Regions from separate parts of the Sus scrofa genome. Here regions 2, 3, 4, 5 and 6 are each linked to region 1. Evidence: chromatin contacts called from public Hi-C and HiChIP or PLAC-seq data. All regions are on one chromosome and are shown on one strand. Each heading gives the region's core, a stretch centred on a gene start, on an enhancer-like site or on the middle of the called end of the contact. The rest is flanking DNA. Distances are from core to core; before and after follow the strand shown. Region 1 has its middle 56 kb from the start of MEF2A. Region 2 overlaps LRRC28 (leucine-rich repeat-containing protein 28). Region 3 holds the start of SYNM (synemin). Region 4 holds the start of TTC23 (tetratricopeptide repeat protein 23). Region 5 overlaps SYNM (synemin). Region 6 overlaps TTC23 (tetratricopeptide repeat protein 23).

Region 1 (3,631 bases), core at 906-3,405:
TGGGAAGTAATTTAAGGAATTAAACATAATTTTATCACTTTTATCAATATGAATAAAACCACAGTATGTAACAAGAGTGTGAATTAAATGAAATAGGTAAGCAAATTATTTTGTTTAGAGAGGTCACTGATTGCTTTAGTAAATAAGTTTCTACTGGACGTGGGCTTCCAACAGAATTGTTGAAGACTGTCTACAAAGTATTTAAATCACTAGTTCTTCAAAGTATTTTCATTGTAACACCATTATTACAACTTTTTACTACAGTGTTCACTGAGAATTAAAAGTAATTCCAGAATCAGTGCATCATCATACAGAACTAATTAGTTTTACATGACATTTAACATGTGTTCGTTACATTTGATACAAAGAAAAACTAAAATTTACATCCACTTGAGTGAAAACGTGACTTTTTTCATAAAACAAAGCTGCCATTCACAGAAAAAAAAAAAAGTAAAGACTGAGCCCTCCAAAAATAAACCAAAAAAACAAAACAAAACCATAAAGTGTACATACAAAAGCCATAATAACACAATATGGTTATTTTATCCTCATTTCCTAAATTCATACTACTAAACAAATGCCATTTCTGTGTTTGGGGAAAAAAAATTTTAAGCTATTTTGTTTACCTTTTCCACAGACTGTTCAAGTACTGCCAAGGTAACACAGATTTTAAAACTGACAACTGGAGTACTTGGCAGTTGCCAAAACAACACAGCTGGATTCTTAAAGGGAAAGTGCTCTTGTGTAATGTACACCTAATTACAGCTTTAGAGACCCTTCTCTTCATACAGTAACAGATACAAGACACAAAAAAAAATGCTGTGCTATAACTTAAAAAACTTTAGACAATACGTGTTTAAAAATACACACACTCTTGTTAACACAGCACAGCAGGCCTTTCTAAAAGCACATTTACTGGGATCAAAATCTCACAGTAAACTAAAACTCAGATTAACACTGTGCTGTTCTTCTCCAATACAGTTCCCTCCTGGATCATGACAGGAGGCTCGCTTATCTCAGGAACCATTCAAGTCTGAGGACATTTTTATAGCTACATTTTAAAAGGAAAAAACAAAACAAAACAAACCTTGTTTTTCTAAATCAGAAATATTCATCTTTTCCAAACTTGTCTGCACTATCTCACCTACTAATAAATCCTCACTTATCAAAGACGGGTGGAATCGAACTAAAAGGCGAAGTTTCTATCTCACAAAACCCTCCGTGCGATCCGGGATCTACTTGGGTGGATGTTCAGGGGCAGCGAGCAGCTCCCTCTGCAGCCCCTTGTCCGCGAGACGTCTCGCCGATCGGTGGGGCGTCTGCACGGGCAGGTGCTCCCCCAAGCCGGGGCCACCTCCTGGAACCCTGGGGCGACCTGGCCACCGGTTCGCGCGCGCGCGCACACACACACGCACACACACACACACACACACACACACGGAGAGCTTGGACCTACATGTTCTGCTCCGTTAGACCAACATTCTCCCAAACCAGAAGTGGGGGAACTTCATATCCAACCAGGGCGCAGAACGCCCCTCCACACCAGGGGTCAGGCCCTTCGGGTGGACCCCGGCCTCGTAAGGCAGGATGAAGAAAAGGGTCCTCGGGCGTCCCCCGCCCTACTCCAGAGTCTCCCAGCCCCAGGGAACTCCTTCAACTTTCAAGAAGGCGACGTCCACCACCGCCCCCAGCCCCACTCGCGCCGCGCACCCAGGGAGGCTCCTCGAGCCGAGCCCGCGCGGCCCAGCCTGCCTCCACCGGCCCGAGACACCCCTCAGACCTCCGGCCCGCCCTCGGGGCACCCCGCCCCCACACCCGCAGGCGCCCCGCCCCGCGGCGCCCACCCGACGCGACCACCCCACCCGCCCCGCCGCGGCGCACCTCGGCTCCGGCCCTGTGCCAGCCCGACGCCACCCCGTCCTGGCGTCCCCAGAGCCCCGCAGGCGCCCCTCCCGGGGCCGCGCCGCCCCTCGCCCCGGCGCCCCCCAGCCCCGACCCGGCTCCCTCGCTGAGACGCCGGCCCCGCAGACCAGACCGTGCCGCCCGCAGTCCTCACCACGTCTTAGGCGCAGCTGCCGGGCACACACACGCCGCAGCCCGGGCCCGCCACCAGCGCTCCGCGCCGCCCGGAGCCGCCTCCTTCAGCCCGGGACTCGCCGGGACGCCCGCGCACGGATCCCCACACCGGGGCTATTTTTAGGAGGCAGGCCCCGGCCGGGCCGGAACTCGTTCCTTCCAGCGCGCGTGCGCACGATGCTGATGGACTCAGTGTCCCTCCGCCGACCTCGCTTTTTCCTCCTTTTCCCTCCTTTCCCCTTGCTCCCTCTTTTGCTTCTCCCTTAAGGTTTCTTCTCCGAGCTGATTTACCCTCTTGGTGGATAGTAGAGCACTTAGAGTAGGGAAGACAAGGGTGCGGGCAAAGAGGGTCACAATGTTTGGAAGCGAACACTACCCCACAAGGACGTGAGGAGCGGACTATGTTTTCTCGGGTGGGTGAGAGACGGCTCACCCGGCACAGGAAGGAGATGACGGCGGTTTGGCGCCGGGGCTACGGGCTGGAGCTTGCTTCCCTCTGAAGGACCGTGTTCTCCTGGAAGGGATACTGGTCACTTGACAAGGGCCTGGGCGCCTCCCAGGGCGGGGCGGCCCGGCGGCGTCGCGCCCTGCAGCCTCCGCCTCCCCCGCCGCTGCCTCCCCAACCGGCCGTGGGGGCCGGGCCGGGAGCGGCTCCAGTGACGCGGCGCGTGGCAAATCGCCGCGCGTGGCTGCCCGCTCCAGCCAACCCGGGGTGCCGGGGGCGGGGCTGGGGCGGGGCGCAAGTCGGGCAGTCTCCCGGAGTGCTGTGCCAGGCGGCGCCCTTCGGGAGCGGCCAGACACCCCCTGCCGGGCTCCTGGAACCGTGGCCAGACCCCAACCCTCGGGACACGCTTGGCGCCCCCAGGTCTCAGCTCGCCACGCCCGCGCCCACGCCCTCATTGCGGACAGGACGCACCTGTGCCCTCGCCTGGGCGGCCACTGGGTCACCCTCACTGAGCAAGCACAATGGAACACAGGCCCCTGGCGCTTCGTGGCGGCTCGGACCCGGCCCCCAGACAGTACAACTTGGAGGGACCTGGATGGCAGGCGGCATCTTTCGCGCTGGCCAGCGAAGCTCCCCACGTCCCAGAAGAGAGAACCTACAAATCTTGACCATTAGTAATCGCTAATTACAAACAGGCTCAGCTAGTAAGCCTTGAGCGCTAAACTGTGCTGAATGGTTTGCGTACGATAGTTCAAGTATTCCTTGCAACATGCGTAGGAATTAGAATAAGTTTCTATTCCCATTTTACATAGGAAAGGGAAGCTTAAGCACTAAAATGACGGTTTAAGTAGTTTCGATGATTAAGGTTTAAGAGGAGGGCACTGAGCCCTTGAACTCCTAACCACTGTGCGTACCGCCTTTTCTGAGAGCAGGACAGAGGGGATGTGCTTGGCACAGACAGCCATTCTGTTTTGGAGGGTGTTGGGCTTTGTCGCGGGAGGTCATTAGGTGAGCCATTGCGGTCCTTGCATCCTGAAGGCTGCTGGCCTCTGGAGTTTCTATGGCCACACTGCCGACCTCTGCCCCCAGAGGTACCTATGCAGTGGACAC
Region 2 (3,670 bases), core at 830-3,329, 260 kb after region 1:
TAATCTGACCCAGAGCTAAGGTCTACACCATAGCCAGTTGCAGCAATCCCGGATACATTAACCCACTGCTCCAGGCTGGGGATCGAACCCAGGCCTCCTCAGTGACCAGAGCACCTGCAGGCAGATTTTTCTACCCACTGTGCCATAGCAAGAACTCCAACTTTTACATTTTTAACACTTGAACGAACTGGATTAGGATCTTTGATCCCCCCACTTAATGGCTATGTAACCTCAGGGAGGATAGTTACTCTTTCCAAGCTTTAGGTTTCTCAACTTAAAAAAAAAAAACAGAAAAAAGAAAAACAGTAATATCTATTCCATCTGATAACTCTGACAACTAACAAAGAAAAAAAGTTATGCATTTAGCATGTCTGGCCTACTTTAATTAGTAAATGTACTGACAATAATAATAATCTCTTGATTATCTGGAGAGTTAACACTTTTTAGAGTAACTGTTAAGATTATTATTCTTAGCAATAACAATAGCATAAATACATTTATGAAATAAAAATTATTAAGACACAGCAAAAATATCTGCATACTAGATAATCACTATTGTTCAGAATTACATAGTAACCAAGAGAGGCCACTTTAAGTCTCTGACAACACAGACCTCCCCCTCCCCATCCCTTTGCCAGGGAAACCTTGTTGGAACAGGGCCTTCTCTCTCAGGAAGCAAAGCAAAGTCCAATAGCAGAGGAACTATGAGCCAGTCTCCACTGGATGTGGATTCTAAGAGCACAGGAAGGCAGAGAAGCGGTAAGGAAGGGAATCATGAGCTAAGACTGTGTATCTGCCTTACACAGAAATTCACCACAGTCAAGGAACAGATCATTTTAAAAACCATTTTTACAGATGAGGAAGCTTCAAAAAATGTCAAAAAATGTGTGATGTTTAGTATTCTTATATTTTTGGATTGCATTTATACAGTGGGAAATCATATTAATCCTAAAGTCAATGTAATTTGACTACTTAAGTTTATATTAAATCCACTTTGTTCTAATTGTGAATGAATACTGCTCCAAGGATTATTATAATGCACACTGTATCCTTCTCCATTCACCACCGATATTCTCCCATGTCCTGGAATTAACTGTTCATTCCTGTATGTCAAAAGTCTTGTGAGAGATCCTCATTTAGTCATATTTTCTCTCTCTCTTTCAACAAAATTACACTTCAGAATATGCTTCCAGTGTTTATAAATAGTCTAAAGGCAACAAAAAAACAAAAAAAGATCACCAGAGTGGACAGCTGGCCCTCATCTGTCAACGAAAGGCAAGAAGCTACAAGGAACACATAAAGGTTTGAAAGGGGAAAGAAGTGGGCTAATCCTTGGGCCTCAAATTCAGAGGCAATGGACCTTAAGAAGACAAGTTTGGGGAGTGAGGGGAAGAAAAAATCAGAAATATGCCAGATAAGAAGCAGCAGCAGAAAGGAAAAGTGTCAGCAGACAGGAGAGCAGCCTGTGTTCAAACATTCCAGGAAGCAACCCCTGCAAATCCACAGATCACAGTGAATGCCATATGAAGTGGAGCACTAACAATACCCATGGTGGTGGAGAAGACAGCAGCAATCAAGGCTGCCCAGCCAAGCAAGTGCCAGAGACAGTGTGTAAAACCAGGCTTTTCCTTTCTCAATTTATCTCTGTCAGAACTTACTTTCATTTTCTCATAGAGAAACACGCTACCTATACATATTATCAACTCTTCATATTATGCTATTTTGAAAGGTATTACAGATGCACAAAATAACGGAATAGATTTAACAACTAATTTTGATGCATTGTTTACTAAAAGAGAAAGTGCTTTTAAAAGTTTACAAAAATATGAAATTAAAAGCACTAAGATGAAGGGTAATTTTGGAAAAGGAAATAAAACTTCATTTAGTGTGTCTGTGTGTTTAAACAAAATTAAGTTTTATTTAGGTAGCAGTGGGTTAGCCAAGTTCCTTTAAATAGTTAGGGATTTGCAAAGTGCAAAGCTCATGTAACTTAATCTCTGTTTTCCGCAAATCCCCATAGGTCCATTTGCTTAAGAAACCCATGCTTCCTGGCTGGATGCCGGCATACCAAACCTGCCCAGTCGTGCATAGTTTTATTTCTGTTACTAAATTAGGAAACCAAAGTGGGCACTGTCTGGGCTAACAGCAGAGAGAAAAGGCTCAGCATCATTAGTGAGCGTGTATTCCTAAGAGCCAGATCATTATCAGATATTTAACTTTTAATTAGAGATAACCAAAATAATTTGATCTAATAAGGAGCAATACTAAGAAATAATTAAATGAAGACAAAGGGAGAAATACATTTAACAAAAGCATTCTTCTGAATAGGTTTAATTATTACATTGAAAGTAAATTAACTACTACCATCAAGGCTTAACATCTCAATGACTGATGGTAAAATACTGCCATCTTTTCCTAAGCAGTGAGGAGAAATGGGAAATTATTCACCACAATTTTTACAAATATTTACTAACACACTTTATGTAGAGCACTGTTTAGAGAAATGAAGTAGAGCATTCAGAGACTTAAATGGAGAAAGAAAAAGCAGGATTTGAAAAGAGAAAAGCCACTGTGTTTATTTTCAAAGTTATTTTAAAATGACATAAAAATACAAAAGGAAAAATACATTATTTTCCACTTTCCAAATTTTACTTGTCTCTAAGTAGCATATCAAAGGGGATTAAAAAGACAGTGGTTGTTAATTAACATTCTATAAAGCATTTTAAACATACTACCAATAGTTTGCCAAAAGCTAAAGCTTGAATCCTAAAGGTGTTGGGAGAATTTTAGTTCTAGCAATAGCTATACTTTTCTTATAAACGTTTTGTTAAATATTGATAAATTTCGAAGTAGTATTTATTTTACATTAATTTTATGAAAGAATTTTAAAATTATTTGCTACGAAATCTGTATTTCTATATGGATGGAAGCTTTTTAAATATCAGCATTTAGAAATTATAGAAAAATTAAATAACAAAATTTAAGTGTTATGATAGGCCCTGAATGGCTTATCAGATATGATAAAAAAAAGATGCTCACAATATTTAATCCCAACCTTCAGCAATACAGAAATCCATTCATATTTATTAAGAAAACATGGAAGAACTCTTATTACTATCCAAAAGTCTAGTTATTCTTTCATCTAATCTCTTTATATATTTTTTCATATCTCTATAGGACATCAAAATGCATTTTGGTGATCATGTGTCAGCCAAAACCCAGAGCCTTTATCTTCTTTTTGATCAACTCCCACCACCAAGATCTGGCCATCAGTGAAGAGAAGCAGATCCACAATGGAGTGGGGGGACAAACAGAAATAGCTTCCCTCAGTCAGTCTGTCTCTACTTCAACTATCCATCCTACTGGAGTCTCAATGCAGACCACAACATTTGGTCCACTTGTCTGGCCCTTCCCTGTAACTATTTTATTGATAAGGGGCACACTGTTGTGGAGGCACAATGAAATCAGAAAAACAAGCCTCAAGTCAAAAGTTACATAAATAAAAAGGAAAGCAACAAACAGATGAGTGATGAGAAATTATACTGAGTAGTGTAATGATCCCCATAGATTACTTTAATAAAAGGTCCTTCAGACCATCACTGTTATCTTCTTATTGTCACCCATATGGACATAAAAATATGTATTCAGATGAAACACCCAAAAAAGGGAG
Region 3 (4,015 bases), core at 302-2,801, 490 kb after region 1:
AACAAACAAAGCAGTGGCCCGGGAGCCACGACCAGCTGACTCCAACGGGGAACTGAGAAATCATTTTGGCAAAATAAAAACCGTTTTGGAAAACAAGTTGTTCTCCCCCAAAGAAGCCCTAGTGCCTAGTGTTCAATTTTGAACGGTTTCTGACAAGGACTTGACATTGCCTAGAAACCTTCCCAACACTGGGAAGTGTCTGAGAAAGAAGGAGCTGTCACCTCTGAAGTCACTTCTGGGCCTTCCTGGTTGACTTCTATGTGAACTCGGTCTTCCAAACACAAGAAACTGAAAGAACTGAGAACTGAGGGAGTCATTTGTCAGGATGCACCCAGTCATGTCAAGGTCTAAATTTGACAACCTGACAGGGACAGGGCCATTCACCAGGATCTGCCACTTGGCACTCTTCCACTGAGTAGATGGACCAAAGAACTGCGCACTTTTTCCAGTACTGGCAAGATGCCGGGATCCTGAGGAAGGCGGCCCCTTGGCGCCCGGGTCCCCAGGTGCACCCGCTGCGCTGGCCCCACCCGTCAGCCTTGCCGGGCCCTGGGTGAGCACTCTGTGGTCTGGGAGCCCTACCACTCCCCCACCACCAGCGCTCGCAGGGCGCACAGACCTGCCGCTCCTCGGCTTGAAGCTCGTACTCCTCTTGTACCCGCAGCAGCTCGTTTTCCAGCAGCGCTCGCAGCTGCTCCAACTCGAGCGCCTCGCGCCGCAGCGCCTCCGCCTCCTGCGCGCACAGCCGCGTCTCTTCCTCGGCCTCGCGCCGGCTCTCCTGGCCGCGCCGCAGCGCCTCCTCCAGCTCGCGCACCTCTTCCTCGTACAGCTGCACGGTCTCCCGCCACGACTCGGCCACTAGCAGTGCGTAGCTGTCGTGCACTTCCCTCAGGCGCGGCGGGGGTGCGGCAGGGCCGGTGGCGCGGGCGCGATAGCGCAGAGTCAGGCCAGCGGAGCGCGCGCGCAGCTCCCGCACATCGCGTTCATGGGCCGCGTCAAGGCCGCGGCGCTCGGCCTGCAGCCGGCCCAACAGCGCCTCGAGAGCGGCGCGCGCACCTAGCTCCTCCTGAAGCTCCCGCCGCTGAGCGTCCAGCTCGGCATCCAGACGGCCGCGGGCGGCGCGCGCCTCTTCGCCCAGCAGCTGCAGTTCCCGCAATTCGCGCCGCAGCGCGTCGCGCTCGCCCTCGGCCAGCGCCGTGGCCCAGCTCAGTTCGTCCAGCTGCTGCCGCAAGCTGCACGCCTCCTCCGCGAAGCGGGCCTGCGCCTCGGCCCACAGGCCCTCGTGGCCCCGCCGGCTGCGCAGCTCCTCCTCCAGGAGCAGGTTTTCGCGCTCCAGCTCCCGCACTCGGCACACATAGTCGTAGAGCCGGGCGTTGAGCTCCTGCAGCTCAGCCTTCTCGGAGCCCGTCTGCAGCCGCCAGGATAGCATCTTGATGGTGTGCGGGGCTCTCCTGGCGGGCCGGTTCCCTCCTGCCCTGGTCTTGTCCCCTCCGCCGCGCCGCTCCCGCCCCGCCGCTGCTCCCGAGGCCCGCAGACTGGGGCGGGAGTTGGCGAGCGAGCGGCACTTACCAGGGTGGGCGGGAGGGAGTGGCCGCGGGCCACGTCCTCTAGCCAATCAGAGTGCGGCCCGGCGCGGCCAGTGTGGCCGGACAGCGCCTCCTGGCGGAATGACCGTGAGGCCGCGCGGCTGCCCAACCCAGGGCCAGGCTGTCCGGAGCCCTCTAAGCTGGCTCTCGCATATCGGCAGGCAGGGTTCTCAGAAGGGGTACTGAGGGTTCCTCGTTATTCTCCTCCTCCCATTCACCCAGATGCACATCGTCACCTGGCCCTTGTTCGTCAGGCCACACAGCTGCTGTAATGTCAGCATCCAGACCTCTCTGGAAATCCCATCAGTACGAGCGTCTCTCATAGGCCACACTGGGGCACCAGGGCACTGTGGGGCGGCCAACAGTAGCCTGGACTCAACCTGTAGCCATTGTTCTCAATTCTTCAGTTCTCCACGTTAGGGAGGTAGGAGAGCCTTCTCAGGGACCAGTGGCTCTCCCAAGAGGATGCTTTGCTCAGACTCATTAGGTTTTCTTTCATGCCCTTCAAGGTCTTGCATTTTGAAACTCAAAACTTTCCCCATACTTATGCTTTATGTTTCTGAGAAACATCTTCTATAGACTATTGCTGCTCAGTTTGGGAAAGAGTTATAGAGCACCAGGAAATAGCAGGAGGATAACATAAAGTCCCACCACGGTTAATCTTTCAAAATCATACCCTGATGCATCATAGTTAATCCTCACAAAACTGTAGCTCAGAGAAGTTGAGCAACTTGATTAAGGACACATAGTTCCTAAATATGGGAATAGAAGTATTAGACGTTGTGACTGCAGAAGCAGACTTGAGCAGGCAGTGTCCAACCAGGAAAGAGAAAAACACTCAAAGGGAAGGGAATGATTTAACGGGGTGAAATGAGACTACTTACAAAGGGGTGGATGTGATGGGGAAGCCGCGGGAATCAGAAAGACCCAGAAGCCACTAGCCCCCTAGAGGCAGAAGGAGGGAACAGTGTTGAGGAGCAGGAGCTGTAGCATGCATCCTAGGAGGAAGAGAAGGAAAAATCCAACCCTTCTCTCTTCTTGCTCTCCCGCTCCTGCCAGTGCCTATTGCTGCAGAACCCAGAAGTCACCGGGACTGGCAGTGGCGTGCTGGCTTGTGAAAGCTACCTGTTAAATTATCAGGAATTTTGTGAGCTAGTTGTTAAAAGCTATTATTAAAAATAACACTAGCCAGATATTATTAAAAAATAAATTATAGAGGATTACCATTAATTATTCAAAAAGGAAATAAAACTTAAAATATATCACTTCCTAATTATTTTACTGCTCTTTACTATTATCTGTTCTTGAAGTTATGGATGTCTAATATCCTTGTAAGATGGAATGCTATATAACCCATGCTCCTGGAGTTCCCGTCGTGGCGCAGTGGTTAACGAATCCAACTAGGAACCATGAGGTTGCAGGTTCGATCCCTGCCCTTGCTCAGTGGGTTAACGATCCGGCGTTGCCGTGAGCTGTGGTGTAGGTCGCAGACACGGCTCGGATCCTGCGTTGCCGTGGCTCTGGCGTAGGCTGGCAGCTACAGCTCCGATTCGACCCCTAGCCTGGGAACCTCCATATGCCGCAGGAGCGGCCCAAGAAATGGCAAAAAGACCAAAAATAAAATAAAAAAATAAAAAAATAAATAACCCATGCTCCTGAGTGGCTACCCACCTCTGTGCTTGCTGACATTGTATTGGTAGCATGAGTATTTACACTGCAGAAATCAGTAGATTTTTTGTTAATTGTCAACTTGATTCATTATTCTACCGACAGCCAAGACTTACTTAAAGAATTGATGGAGAACATGTTAGTAATGAAGATGAAACTCAGTGTGTTATGTCTGTAGCTACTGAATTTTGAATATTACAAAAATTTGAGGAAATATAGTTCAGTGTTTCAAAGCTATTATTCGAGTTAGCAAAGAAGTCACTTCTTGCTGAGAACAAAATTTCTTAGTTATTTCACCTTTATCTTTCTTGTCGAGGTAAATACAAATACCAACCAACATTCATGTCATGCTACACTCATTTGTCAATTACAACTACAGATTGTCTAGGGACACCAGAGTTCTGCAAAAATCAATGAAAGCATTCTGCAGGAATCAATTTGCTGTATGGAATTTATGATAAGAAGTATTGTGCTTCTATTATCATTTGTCATAAAAATGTAAAAGTGCTCTGACATTGCTCCCATATTAACAAATACACTTTTCTATTAGTAGCTTAAAGCAAAAAAGCCCTGCAGTCTTCATTTTAATTTAGTCATTTTACTTTGAATTTTTAAAATTGTCTGTAAATATTGTTTCCTAGAATTGGCCCAATATAGAAGAAAGTGCACCCCAGTGCGATAAAACTATGGTGTAGATTTTTCTTGTAATCACAGCCCCCTTTGGCAGGCTAAACACCTCCAGGATTATCTACCTCACCTGT
Region 4 (4,092 bases), core at 117-2,616, 340 kb after region 1:
GCGCAACGCGGGAGGGGATGGGGCGGGGCGCAGGCGCAGAGGGGCGGGGCGGGGCGAAACTCGCACTTTGGAGCTTGGGGGGAAGGCAGAGCGGAGCAGAGAAGAACGGAACCTCGCGATATTACGCCTCTGCTCTTACGGTTTTGCAATAGGTGGGATAAGATGCCCGTTTTCCAAGAGACATGCCTATTCGCTGAAAAAAGGGCCTTCTCCAAGCCTGCCCCGCGCCCCACTCGGCCTTTGCTTCCGGCTCCGGTGTTAGGGGTTGCTCTCGCATTTGGCTTTTGGCTTAGGGTTTTGTGGGGGTGATTTGGCCGGCTCCAACCTCGGGAACCGCCAGTAACTGATCTCTTCTTTCATTCGTACTGTCACTGACTCACTAGTCCTCTAATGTAATTCTGTGCATTACAGCAACTTTAACACCCAGTCGTTTACTGTGTACCAGGCAGCGTTCTAAGAGCTGCGCTAGATTATTTCACTTAACTCTCAAAGCTGTCCTATGACACACGTACTATTGAAAAGAGGGTAACCTCTTTGGAAAGCCTAACGTTGATTATCTAGCGGTTCATTGTCAAACAGCTTTGACTTTATAGATTTACGTTGGTTTATATAATTTCCGTTAGAGATTAAGTAGCCTGAAAAGCAGTTATATTAAATAAAAATAACACCTATCCCAAAAAAGGTATGAGTTATAATGCAATACTAGCAATTATCTATTTAGTAAACTAGTCTTCAGAGTTTTCTAAAGTATATGCATGGTGTATGTCATGTACTTCTAAGACCTTTTATACAGATTTGTAAATACTTAAGAACTTGTACTTGAACTTTTTACTAGACTTAAAATGAGAAAACCTACAGTTTGTGTAAAAACAAAAATCTTTAGGATGTTTAAGATCAACCCAAATAATATGATTTGCTCCTAATATTGAAGAGTCATACAGACAAAAAAGATTAACTATAGCTAGACCAATTTTTTAAAAGCAGTGTTAGCCTCTTAGTTTGCCTTTCTCTAAAAATGAAATATTTAAGTACATTAACTTATATTTGATCATGAAAAAATGAATTATCTTGAAATAACTTCTGCCCTTTGAAATAGACACAAAAGTAGCCATGTGATTCTCTTAAAATTCTCTAAATTTGTCAAGTGCCAAGTTTACACTTTGCCTAACTCAAAACGGAGGAAAAATTCTCTAATTTAGAATTAGTGATTTGGCAATCTTTGGCAGACTTCAACAGGAGGGGATACCACTTTAAGAAAATTCCAAGGAAAGGACAACCCTATTTTAAAATTCCCACCTCTGGCTCCCAAGGATTGGGTAGTAAACTTAGACAAAATACTTTTCTCCACTTCCTATTGGTGCGTGCTCTGTCATTCATTCTTCTTGGAATTTTGTGAGATACCAGATTGCTTTACGGGAAAAGACTGTTCCAATTTAGTCTGGAACTGCCCTATTTTTAGACTCTTTCATAGTTATCAATCCTTACAAAAAATCACCAAACCGATACAGCGTGGACCAATCTGGAAAATCAGGCTGCCGAGTCAACAGTGTAATTCAATGGAAAAAGAAACGGACAACCTCTCAAGGCACACAGGGTAACTGACAAAGGATTCTACAGAGTTAAATAAACTATTCTGATTTTTTTTTTTTTTTTTTTGCTAGTTTTAAAGGAGACTGTCAAAGGAAAAGCAGATAAAATACAGCCATAATGTCAGAGTGGCAGGGAGAAAGATTTTCAGAGGCTATTTTTCTCTTTAGAGAAAATGTTATCCTGGGATTAGCAGTGGATTTTTGAATGATAAAAGGACCAAGGTAATACGGTTAATTATAGATTATTTTATACTCCAAGAAGCTGTATTTTGTTGTTGCTTTAATATGGATTTAATGTCTTAATGTTATTGTAATTATCAAGCAAAATGGATATTTTTGTTTAAAACCTAGCATAATAGACAATCCATCTGTTAAAGGATATGACAAAATTATCATCTTTGGAATTGGGTTTTGTTTACATTTGTAGCAGGGTCAGATCGGCTAATGACCAAGGAAAATATAATATTGGTATATGAAACAGAATCAATAGGTAGTGGATGTAAGGATAAATTCTCAAAAGTGAAATCTAGCATTTATATTTTCAAAAATGATATTTTTACTAAAGCTAAAATATAAATGTTCAGGAAAATATTGATAAATGAGAATAATGTATATTAAAATATATATTTGAAATAGCAACTTTTTAAAGAATCCAGCCAATATGTAATTCCAAAATATAACATCTTGAAGATTCTTCAAGATTCAGCTAGTAAATATAATACCTGGTGGCACATCTTTACCTTTATAAGGCCCAACTCAGGTATGCAGTAAATATTTCTTAAGGGTCCTCTGTTAATCTATATATGGGGCTATTAAATAAAATATATTCTTAAGGAGCTCATACTCTAGAAAGAGACTCAAAAAAGATTTAAATGAAAACTTTTGTATAGTTCTTGATGCATAGATGGCTGTTACAGACCATAGCTGCTTCAGGTGCTCAGATCAGTGTGAGCAGAAATATTCAGGGAGAGTTTCAAAGTAGGGTTAAGACCCATTTGGAGCTTGAGCAATGGGCAAAATTTCAATAGATGGAAGAGGAAAGAAATGGCATCCCAGGTAGTGGGGGATTTGTTAGCAAATATGTCCAGCTAAAGAATAATTATCCCTGACACAGCAGAATGTTCATTTGGGGACTTTAGATTTAAAAAAAAAAAAAAAAAGGTTAAGAAGTTACATGAAGAGTCAAAATTGCAAGAATTAAGGAGTCAAGTCCTGGGTCATTGTTTTTTGTTTTTGTTTTTGTTTTTGTTTTGTTTTTTGTCTTTTTAGGGCCATACCCACAGCATATGGAGGTTCCCAGGGTAGGGGTCAAATCAGAGCTGTAGCTGCTGACCTTACACCACAACCACAGCAACACAGGATCTGAGCCACATCTGCAACCTATACCACAGCTCACAGCAATGCTGAATCCTTAACCCACTGAGCAGGGCAAGGGATCCAACCTGCGTCCTCATGGATGCTATTCAGATTCGTTTCTGCTGAGCTGCAACAGGAACTCCGGGTCCTGGGTTTTAAAGGTCATATTTGAGAATGATAAAACTGACATTGCAGGGTTCTCTGCTGGCTCAGTGGCTTAAGGGTTGTTGTGGTTAAGGTTGCTGCTGTGGTGCAGGTTTCATCCCTGGCCTGAGAATTTCCACATGCCATGAGCATAGCCAAAAACATAAAAAGAAAAAAAGATCTGACATTGCAGCTTAAGATGATTCCAGCAACAGAGACTGGAAGCTAAGGGACTAAATACTATAAATGATGGAGCGCAAATTGGTAGCAGTCTCTTGAGACTTTTTTTCCATATACTTTCACATGACTGAATAGGATAAATCTTGATGCATTTCTTTCTATTCTTCTGAAGCAGTGAGCTTATTGTTTTTGTATAGCACTACAGATACAATTTTTATTATATGTGGCGTTCGTCATGGTGCAGTAAAGCAATAAAAGTGATTGTTCACATTGCATTGGTTCTTGCTCCTGTTCCCTCAGAATTTGTAGTGTTTCTTGGTTCTGTTTAATGAAATTGGAGGAATTTCAACCAAAAACCAAAAACTTGTGACTGAAGAACACCATGGGAAGATGGGAGGTGTTCTTACTCAGACTGTAGGCTTTCACCTGACCTGTGTCTTTGAGACACAACTGGCCACTCAGTGAGCTTCTACCATGTATCAGAAGGTAGCTTCAGTGTTGAGCAAACAAAGGTTAATCAGGGGTCATCTCCTCCCCAAAAAGCAAAGTGCTTCAGGGATACCAAGCAGGGTATTTGCCTCCTACCTCAAAACTTGCTTGAAAGAATCTGAAGTTCCTAAATTCCTGATCAGTGGTCCTTAATCAAATAGATGGAGAAGGAGGTTGTCTCTAGCCCTTGTAAAAGAATCCTAAGACAGGCCCCTTAATGATAAATGTGGCAGATTGCAATGCTCATCAAATATTTCATTCACTCCCCTGAATATCCCCCTCTTTGTGGTTAGAGAGCGAGTGAAATGTTAGCAGAAGGGAGGTGTGTCATTTA
Region 5 (4,024 bases), core at 1,442-3,941, 470 kb after region 1:
GTTTGGGGGTCTGGCTTCCCGAGGAAGGAGGGAGGAGCCCATGCCTGGCAGGTCACCCTGGGCTAGGGGGCCTCAGAACAACTACTGCCACCCCCACTGGGGTCTCTCTAGAGTCACAGATCAGGAGGTGACTAGGGGCAGGGCAAGGACTGATGTTTGTTTGAAAATAAGGCAGCCAGGCCGCATCTGTGGTTTTCAAACTGGCTTCCACGCGGACATCTTAGAGATGCAAAAAAGGAGAGATGGGAGGCAGGCAGGTAGGAGAAGGAAAAGCTGCAGACTACCCCTCCACCACCACGACCCCCAGGGGCCTCATTCCAGGAGGCATCTAGTTATCTCCTCTAATAAAATGGCAAAATACACTTGACTAGGTGGTTCCTTCATGTCTAGCTCCAAACGTGTAAAGTTGTAGATTCTTCATTAGGTTGTTATTCATACCTATGACTCAGACCCACTCAGGCCCAACAGCCATGGCATGTCAGCGCGGGGACATCCGTCACTCGGAGATCCTCAGGACTTGGGCTAGTGCAGGTACAACAGTTGTTTGGTTGCTAGAGTAACGTGTGAAGTCACTAACTTCAGTGCCAAGAAATACACTGTATATGGCAGAGGGCAACCAGAAGCAGAGCCCACCCGGAAATGCTGACATGACCAGCCGGGCAGGAAGACAGAAGGGGGATGCCAGAGCCAACAGGGCCTCGTGGATCAGGCAGCCTGGCGCCAAGTTCTAGCTCCACGGATCCAAACACAGTGACTCCCACAAAAGCCAGAGCCCCGTGGGCAGGTGGAAGAGAGCAGAGAGGCCCCTCCTGAGGCAAAGGGCACAGCCAAGGGCGAGAGGATTCCAGGGGTGCGCAAGGGGTTCACCTGCAAGTGGCGAGTGAAGGGCACACGTGTGGGCACAGGACACCAAGGGGTGGCGCCCAGAGCCCTGGCCCTTCCACACAGGGTAGAAGCCAGGAAACAGGACACCAGCCTGTTAATCCCACACCCTCATGACCAAGCGTGTTATGTTCCACGAACACAAATAGCCTCCATCACCGAGAAAACTCTGAGTTCTGTATATAATAGGAGGAAACAGGCTCCCGGTAAAAGTCAGACTCTTAGGATTACAGCAGCAGGACGATGGCCTCCTACAGCTCAGGGGCCATAGGGGTGGGCTGCTGGGAAGGCCAAGTCCAATTTGATATCTTCCTTCCACCTGCTGGGAAGGAAGCCTTGGGTATCACAGGGCTCCTCACACTAGCTGCCCAAGTCAGAGCAGAAGGTGCTCATGGGCATCCAGGTCAGCAGAGACTTGATGACAGGTGGCGGGTTGGGGCAGGATAATGAAGATCCCTTTGGGGGAAAAGGATCTTCCCTCTCCCCGTGGAGGAATGGTTTTGTTCCTCTTTCAGAGAAAACCCAAACCATCACCAAACTTTTTTTTACTGAGTTCGGGACCCAACGTGAGGTGCAATGGTTCCTAGGAGGGGGCACCAGTCCCCAAGGGGCTTATGTGGCTGGTGACACAGCACAAATGCTCCTGTGCCCAATGCCTTCACCAACCCTAGCTAAGATTGAGCACCAAGCAGGCTATAAGCCTCCCACCTGTCACCTCACCAAGTCCTCCTGGCAACCACAGGCAGGGCCAACAATGGGCGCCCAGGCCCCACAGGTGAGCAGATGTGTGGGAGAGTGATGGCCAAAGTCACGTGCTCTCCAGTGACCAGGGCACTCGGCCCTCCCCTGCAAGCCACCTGGGCCACCCTTCAGGGCCTGAAATGGTGCCATTTCACACATGTTTTAGAAAAACTCCTGTAGAGAGATCGCCCAGACCATATTAACGAAAGCAGATCCAACATCTCTTGGTGATTTCCATCAAACGCCCCTATAGGGAAGAGCCAAAGCTCCCACTAGGAAAGAGCTCAGGTCCACCGGTGCCTCCCCTCCAGATGGCTGCCCCGAGAGGCAGGCAGGATCCACCTTCCCCACCTGGAGACCCAGCACAGAGCTCCCAGGTACAGCTGGGACCCTCCCCCCACCATGGCACACAGCGTCCTGCCTCCACAGTGCCCCCATAAAAACTAGAGGCATAACCAAAACTGCTGGGAGAGGCCAGAAACGGTGCATTCCCTCCAAAGCTCTCAAAGGAATGTTTTAGTTTTTGTTTTTTGTCTTTTTAGGGCCACACCCGCATCCTCATGGGTACTAGTCCAGTTCGTTACCACTGAGCCACAGTGGGAACTCCTCAAAGGAAAGTTGTTAAGGAATAGACTCCTACAGCTTTAAGAAATGGGTAGAGAGCGCTCGGGTTATTTCGGGAGCGTTGAAGGAAAACTATCCTCAGCCATGGTGCTGGTGAGAAATGCCAACCGCCTGAATCACAGGCTATTAGTGAACGTTTCATACAGCCCCAGAGGTTGGCAGCCTCTCTCAAGAGACAGGAAAACAAGCAAACATGTGCGGGAAAATCAGGTCCCCAGCCTCATTAAGGTGTCCAAGACCAACCCACAGGGCAGAAGGGAGCTCTAATGCGGCCCCTGGCCTGGCTCCAGGCCCTAATAGACCACCCGTGGGGCTGAGTGGCAGCGGTTCGGCTAGGATGCATTATCCCAATGGAAGCTCAGGGCATATCGGCTGTTACTCTACATCGAGGGCACAGTGCCACTGCCCTGCACACCCTCCATAACTGTGGGCAAGAGACAGGGGGCAGGGGGAGGGAGAGTCGGAGGATGTTTCCAGAAGCCACACCAGTAGGGGAGCCTGCCTGGCCCAGGGTGGAGGGATGGTTCATGTGGTGCTTCCTGGCAAAACGCAGGTGGGGGTTGGGGGAGAAAGACGGGCTGGGAGGAGCCCCCCTGGCCCCCAAGCTCCAGAGAGGGTGAGGGACCACCTGTCACTCCAGACTGGGGACTGGGAATCAGAGGGGGGACAGGAGGAGAGAGGGGCAAATTTCCCTCCACAGAACCAGCATCACCATCAAAACTGGAAAGGGTCCAACCCAACAACGGGCATCTGAAAAACAAGGAGGCAACAGTGCCAGGCCGCCTCTGGGTCATTCCCCTGTGCTCAGAAAGAAATCACAGCTAGAAAGCCCATTTGTCAATTCCAGAGACTAAAAACAAACAAAAAACGCACAGAAAGATTACTAAGGAAGCAAAGAGAGGAAGCACAAGGAGTGGCTAACCAAGAAACCTCCCACATCAGGTTACCTGGATTCAAATCCGGGGCCTGCCCCTTCCCAGTCCTATGACCTTAGGGAAGCCACTCAAACCCTCTGTGGCTCCATTTCCCCATTTCTGAAATAGGGAGCACACACAGGTTTGGGGTGGTAATTCATAAAATGACTGGAAAGTTCTTGCAAGAGTGGCTGTCACAGAATATATGGTTGATAAATGTCAGCCACCATCATCACCACCACCCCCTACATCACCTTCTACTGACCTCAGAAGGAAGCTGGTTTTCCATTACCTAAAGGAGTTCAAGAAGGGAAGGGATTCTGAATTACCTAAAATCATGGTTAACAAAGGGTTAATTCCTTTACATGCTGATGTGGGCAAGGCTAGCAACTCCAATTATCCTAAAAATACAGGGTTTTATTAACTGCAAAGTTTTCACCTACTCACTAGGTAAGTCTCACTGTTAACACATTAAAAAAAAGTAGGATCCAATTTTCAAAAAATTTCTCCAAGACTTGAGAATTTCCCAAGAAATGTTTTCCTTTGAACGGGCACATTAAAAGGTACAGGTGGTCTAAAAAAATAATGGCACAACCCTGAAATAACCAACATTAGGAGTTACCAGCATTGCTTCATTAGCAGTCTAAATCTGGAGACTGAAGAGTTAGAACAGTTAAAACCCACTGCCTCTGCCAGCTGCAATCAGAAAGAGGAATAGGGAGTTCCCACTGTGGCTCAGAGGGTTAAGAACCCAACTAGTATGCATGAGGATGCGGTTCGATCCCTGGCCTTGCTCAGTGGGTTAAGAATCCAGCGTTGCCACAAGCTGCAATATAGGTCGCAGATGTGGCTCAGGTCTGGTG
Region 6 (4,032 bases), core at 1,153-3,652, 380 kb after region 1:
GGGAGGAAGAGGGCAGAGAAAAGTCTATTCTAGGAAACACAAAGAATCCCCAGCAGACCAGCATGGCGTCCCTTAACCAAAGCTGGAAGAATTGAGTGTAACTTAAGAATCAGACTGCATGCATGGATTGATTCCCAAGAGAACTTGGGGACCCACTAAAGTCATTTTCAGAAGAAAAGGGCCCTGAGAGGATGCACCCAGGGCTTCCATGTGAATAGAGACTGGGGAGGACTAACTTTGCTTCATGGTGTTAAAAGATGTTTGGTAATCATAAGCCCACTCTTATTAATTGAAGGGCAGATAATTCATCAGCCTATGTAAACCTTAGGTGTGCTTTCTTTCAGTTGCTATTTTTCCTTTCGCCTCTGATCCTTACTCTCATTCTGCCTGACATATATCACAGATAACCTCTTTAATTGCCGATTGATATCTTTGAGTATGTATCTTTGAATAAGATATAGTACTGTTTTCTGTATTTATACATTTCAGGTTTGTATAAATTTGCAGTATAGTCTCACTCTGTCTCTCACTTTTATCTACTCAGCACTGTTTTCAGTTGTTGCCCCTTCCTTGATGTTTTGTTATGCCCCATGGAATGCACCTGCCATCCTGAGCTTGTCTGCCCTCCAAGCTAAAGGCATTTGGCTCAATCATCCTCAGTTCCCATAATGGCCCTGCCATGAATGTCTTTTTTTTTTTTTTTTTTTTTTTTGTCTTTTGTCCTTTTAGGGCCACATCTGCAGCATATGGAGTTTCCCAGGCTAGGGGTCTAATCGGAGCTGTAGGTGCCAGCCTATGCCAGAGCCACAGCAATGCAGGATCTGAGTCACGTCTGCGATCCACACCACAGCTCACAGCAACACCAGATCCTTAACCCACTGAGCAAGGCCAGGGATCGAATCCGCAACTTCATGGTTCCTAGTCGGATTCGTTAACCACTGAGACACAACGGGAACTCCGTGCCATGAATATCCTTGTGCAGCTCCACTTAGGTAACTCTGAAAGACTTTTTATGAGGCTTGTACTCCACAGGGAGGATTGCATGGTCACAGAGTATGCTTGTACTTAAGTTCATCACGTACTGGCCAATTGCTACACCCATCTGCCCTCACTTGCAGGGCACATGGGTTCCTGTTTCCTGACATCACCAAAAGGCACAGCCAAGAATGTCCAAAGCTATGTTATTTATAATACCCAAGAATTGGAGAAACAATCCAAATGCTTATCAGAGGCAGGGTAGATAAAATTGTGAGCTGTTCAGACAAAGAAAATGTTCAGATTACTCCTACGCTTAACATAATGGATGATTCCCACAAACATGTTTGTGAAAGAAGCCAGGTTGGGAGTTCCCATTGTGGCTCAGTGGTTAACGAGTCTAACTAGGAACGATGGGGTTGTGGGTTCGATCCCTGGCCTCACTCAATGGGTTAAGGATCCAGCGTTGCCGTGGGCTGTGGTGTAGGTCACAGACGCATTGCTGTGGCTCTGGCGAAGGCCGGCAGCTACAGCTCCTAGCCTGGGAACCTCCACATGCCGCGAGTGCGGCCCTAGAAAAAGACCAAAAAAAAAAAAAAAAAGAAAGAAAAAAAGAAGCCAGTCTGAAAAGAATTTATGCTGTATAGTTCCATTTATGTAGTGGAGGAAGAAGAGTAGTGACTGGGAAAGCCTACCAGTCCAGAATTTCTTCCTGCCCAGAAGTAGACATTCCACCTTGTATTATAAAACAGGAAATATACAAATATGAGGTCCAAGATCTGATACTTGTTGACTAAATTGAGACCTAACTAATGTTATTAGTATTTAATGTTGATCACTTGCTACAAAATTAAGTAGATTATCCTCTGCCAAAATCCAGCACCTCTTGAGTACTTTCCAAATTAGCAGTACCAAACCTTGCCAGCAGATGGCGGGCCTTGTACACACATGTGCTAAATACCCAACAAGAATTTAAGTTAATGTTCCAAGCTCTCCAAAGTTGCTTTTGTGTTTAATGGAGTTGTTTTAAACTTTATTGCTTCTTTTTATCCTAATTCTTCACTGTGACATATTCATTGGAACATGCATGTTTAAACAGCACAGTTCTCATGCATTTACTTTGTTTCCTCATTGAAATGTGAATATTTTGTCCAAATGGATCTGCTTTAGAAGGTAACAAGGCTTTGGTTTTGTACATTTCTACAGTTGTGCTAACAACCACAAAGGCTTTTTTGTTTGCCATGCCTTGGAAATGGAAGGCCAGGGTAATTTCTCAGGCAGCTCTCATGAGATTTTATGTTTCTCTTAAAAGGGGATCTTTCAGTGCACTGTCTTCCTCCTCCTGCCTGCCTGCCTTTTATGGTGCCTATCAGGCCATGCCAGTTCTTTTCTCCTTGGGCTGACAGATAAGGGCTACAGGGTGACTCACACTCAGTGCCTTCCATCCCTGGACTGTGGCCTAAAGCATCATTCCTTCTACCTGCCCTCCTTTGTTCCAGACTACTTCATTCAGTAATCATTTATTAACTTTGGAGAGTGAATCCAAATCTTGTGTTCTTATGTGCACAGTTGTTTTCTCAGATGTGGCCAAGAAAGTCACCAGAGAAAGTAGGCAAATTTTTTCCAGTGTTAAGGATTCTTTTCTCTTCTGGTTACTAATAGATAGATCCCCAGAGACAGATAATGTCTTTATATATGCAGTGTATACCATTGCATGACTGTGCTCGCCCCCTCCCATACACCTTTTAAAATAATCTTTCTACGCAGCATGATGGTGATGGCCCTTCAAGACTGCTGCTCTGGAACATGTGGCCTATCCCAAGCTTTCTCTATGACTGCTCGATTTGTCATCTTTGGAGTCCTACGTAGCTTGCCCAAAGAGCACTTGACCTGGCCTTGCTTGCTCTGCTGAACCAGCTCTCAAGTGTGCCTGTGACAAGTAAACCCTCCTCAGAGGATCAACAAGACACTTTCCAGGAATCTGGAATCTCTAAGGAATGTGCCATGGTATAGCGGACAGTCTGGCCTTGGAGTGAGGTAGCCCTGGGTTCATGTCAGTGTCCATTCTCCCTTCCCAGCGGTAGGACCCTAAGTAGATCCTGCACTCTCCTGTCAGCCCCCAGAGCATTGTTGTGACAGTCAAATGTACCCTGCATTAATGCATCGGGTACCTGGTAGCCCTTACAAAAGTAGCTATTATTACCGTTATTGTCTAACTGAGCATTTTCCTTTCTGCCATTTCATTCTGGAAATGATTTGACTTCGAAGCATGTAGTTCCTACATCGCAGATTAAGATGCTGACTGCCCTGGCTCGCAATATTCTTTCCTGTACTTTTTTTTCCTATGACCTGAGAAGGCTGTTTTGTTTTGTTTTGTTTTGTTGTCTTTGCTCTCATGAGCCACCTAAGCTAAAACTCAGATGTGTATCTATCTGTGTGCCGATATGTGTACATATGCACATATACATGTATATGTGTGTTTGAAGCTTGAGCTTGTTTCTTGGTTTTGCTTTCTGTAGATTCATTATAGTCACAAGATTTGGAAAGTGATTCTCATGCAAGGTTTCCACAGAAGAATGAACATGGGGGAGGTTTCTCTCTTAGCCAGTACCCCCTGGGAGAGGGTAGAAAGTAATAGAGAAAAGAGTGGTAAGTGGGACAATGTCTGTGTCTACCTGCCATCACCTCATTGGGATGTGGAATTCTGCTTAATTCCATATGCTTCCCTGTAAAGCATTCCCAGTGGCTTTTACTGTGAATTTTTGACTTCAGTAATAGCCTTTCCCTTTATCATAGTCCTCCCTAAATTGATTCAGTTGGTAATCTCCAAATCTAACTTTTGCTGCTCTACTCAGCTTTTATTTATTTATTTACTTACTTATTTATTTATTTATTTTAGTTAATGCCATCACCTGGAGGTCCTTGGTGTCTTAGCTGCACCTCTATAACTTTAAAGAAAGTGTTTCCTTAAAGAATCACTTTCTCTGCCTTTATCTTTCAGGCATAGATGCTCTGACAAATGCTCATGTGCTCAAAGTCCTGCTTCTCCCTTTCCTG

The links. A called contact is a pair of places that touch in the nucleus more often than the background predicts. HiChIP or PLAC-seq counts read pairs in DNA pulled down with a chosen protein or histone mark.
Region 2: a contact with region 1 is called in an H3K27ac HiChIP or PLAC-seq map of skeletal muscle. The contact joins two enhancer-like sites. A contact is called at or near these places in 1 of 47 Hi-C or Micro-C datasets (embryonic fibroblasts) and 1 of 2 datasets of contacts at active chromatin or transcription factors (skeletal muscle).
Region 3: a Hi-C map of skeletal muscle shows a contact between it and region 1, with 5 times the contacts expected there. The contact joins the promoter of SYNM here to the enhancer-like site in region 1. A contact is called at or near these places in 8 of 47 Hi-C or Micro-C datasets (embryonic fibroblasts, fetal heart ventricle, fetal skeletal muscle and 5 more) and 1 of 2 datasets of contacts at active chromatin or transcription factors (skeletal muscle).
Region 4: a contact with region 1 is called in a Hi-C map of skeletal muscle, with 5 times the contacts expected there. The contact joins the promoter of TTC23 here to the enhancer-like site in region 1. A contact is called at or near these places in 2 of 5 promoter capture datasets (fetal liver and liver), 6 of 47 Hi-C or Micro-C datasets (embryonic fibroblasts, fetal skeletal muscle, heart right ventricle and 2 more) and 2 of 2 datasets of contacts at active chromatin or transcription factors (alveolar macrophages and skeletal muscle).
Region 5: a contact with region 1 is called in an H3K27ac HiChIP or PLAC-seq map of skeletal muscle. The contact joins two enhancer-like sites. A contact is called at or near these places in 2 of 47 Hi-C or Micro-C datasets (fetal heart ventricle and subcutaneous adipose tissue) and 1 of 2 datasets of contacts at active chromatin or transcription factors (skeletal muscle).
Region 6: an H3K27ac HiChIP or PLAC-seq map of skeletal muscle shows a contact between it and region 1, with 3 times the contacts expected there. The contact joins two enhancer-like sites. A contact is called at or near these places in 1 of 47 Hi-C or Micro-C datasets (embryonic fibroblasts) and 2 of 2 datasets of contacts at active chromatin or transcription factors (alveolar macrophages and skeletal muscle).

What each region holds. Positions count from the first base shown.
Region 1 is chr1:138,340,220-138,343,850 of Sscrofa11.1, reverse strand. No RefSeq gene overlaps it. Among named protein-coding and RNA genes, the nearest start is that of MEF2A, 56 kb to the left of the region's middle. Within about 2 kb of position 2,155, at least 76 of the 83 cell types and tissues checked have an H3K27ac peak or open chromatin away from gene starts, as enhancers often do. A contact at or near this core is called in alveolar macrophages, embryonic fibroblasts, fetal liver and 6 more, where this site is marked.
Region 2 is chr1:138,079,185-138,082,854 of Sscrofa11.1, reverse strand. All of the region lies in intron 5 of LRRC28 (leucine-rich repeat-containing protein 28), which reads right to left. Among named protein-coding and RNA genes, the nearest start is that of LRRC28, 82 kb to the right of the region's middle. Within about 2 kb of position 2,079, at least 24 of the 83 cell types and tissues checked have an H3K27ac peak or open chromatin away from gene starts, as enhancers often do. A contact at or near this core is called in skeletal muscle, where this site is marked.
Region 3 is chr1:137,853,180-137,857,194 of Sscrofa11.1, reverse strand. SYNM (synemin) reads right to left here and starts at 1,551. Exons shown (of 12, transcript XM_021098348.1): 1 at 620-1,551. The coding sequence starts at 1,429.
Region 4 is chr1:137,994,475-137,998,566 of Sscrofa11.1, reverse strand. TTC23 (tetratricopeptide repeat protein 23) reads left to right here and starts at 1,366. Exons shown (of 11, transcript XM_021098378.1): 1 at 1,366-1,811. LRRC28 (leucine-rich repeat-containing protein 28) reads right to left here and starts at 27. Exons shown (of 10, transcript XM_001925096.7): 1 at 1-27.
Region 5 is chr1:137,870,353-137,874,376 of Sscrofa11.1, reverse strand. All of the region lies in intron 2 of SYNM (synemin), which reads right to left. TTC23 (tetratricopeptide repeat protein 23) reads left to right here. Exons shown (of 11, transcript XM_021098378.1): 11 at 1-3,480. Among named protein-coding and RNA genes, the nearest start is that of SYNM, 17 kb to the right of the region's middle. Within about 2 kb of position 2,691, at least 23 of the 83 cell types and tissues checked have an H3K27ac peak or open chromatin away from gene starts, as enhancers often do. A contact at or near this core is called in skeletal muscle, where this site is marked.
Region 6 is chr1:137,962,376-137,966,407 of Sscrofa11.1, reverse strand. All of the region lies in intron 5 of TTC23 (tetratricopeptide repeat protein 23), which reads left to right. Among named protein-coding and RNA genes, the nearest start is that of TTC23, 33 kb to the left of the region's middle. Within about 2 kb of position 2,402, at least 10 of the 83 cell types and tissues checked have an H3K27ac peak or open chromatin away from gene starts, as enhancers often do. A contact at or near this core is called in skeletal muscle, where this site is marked.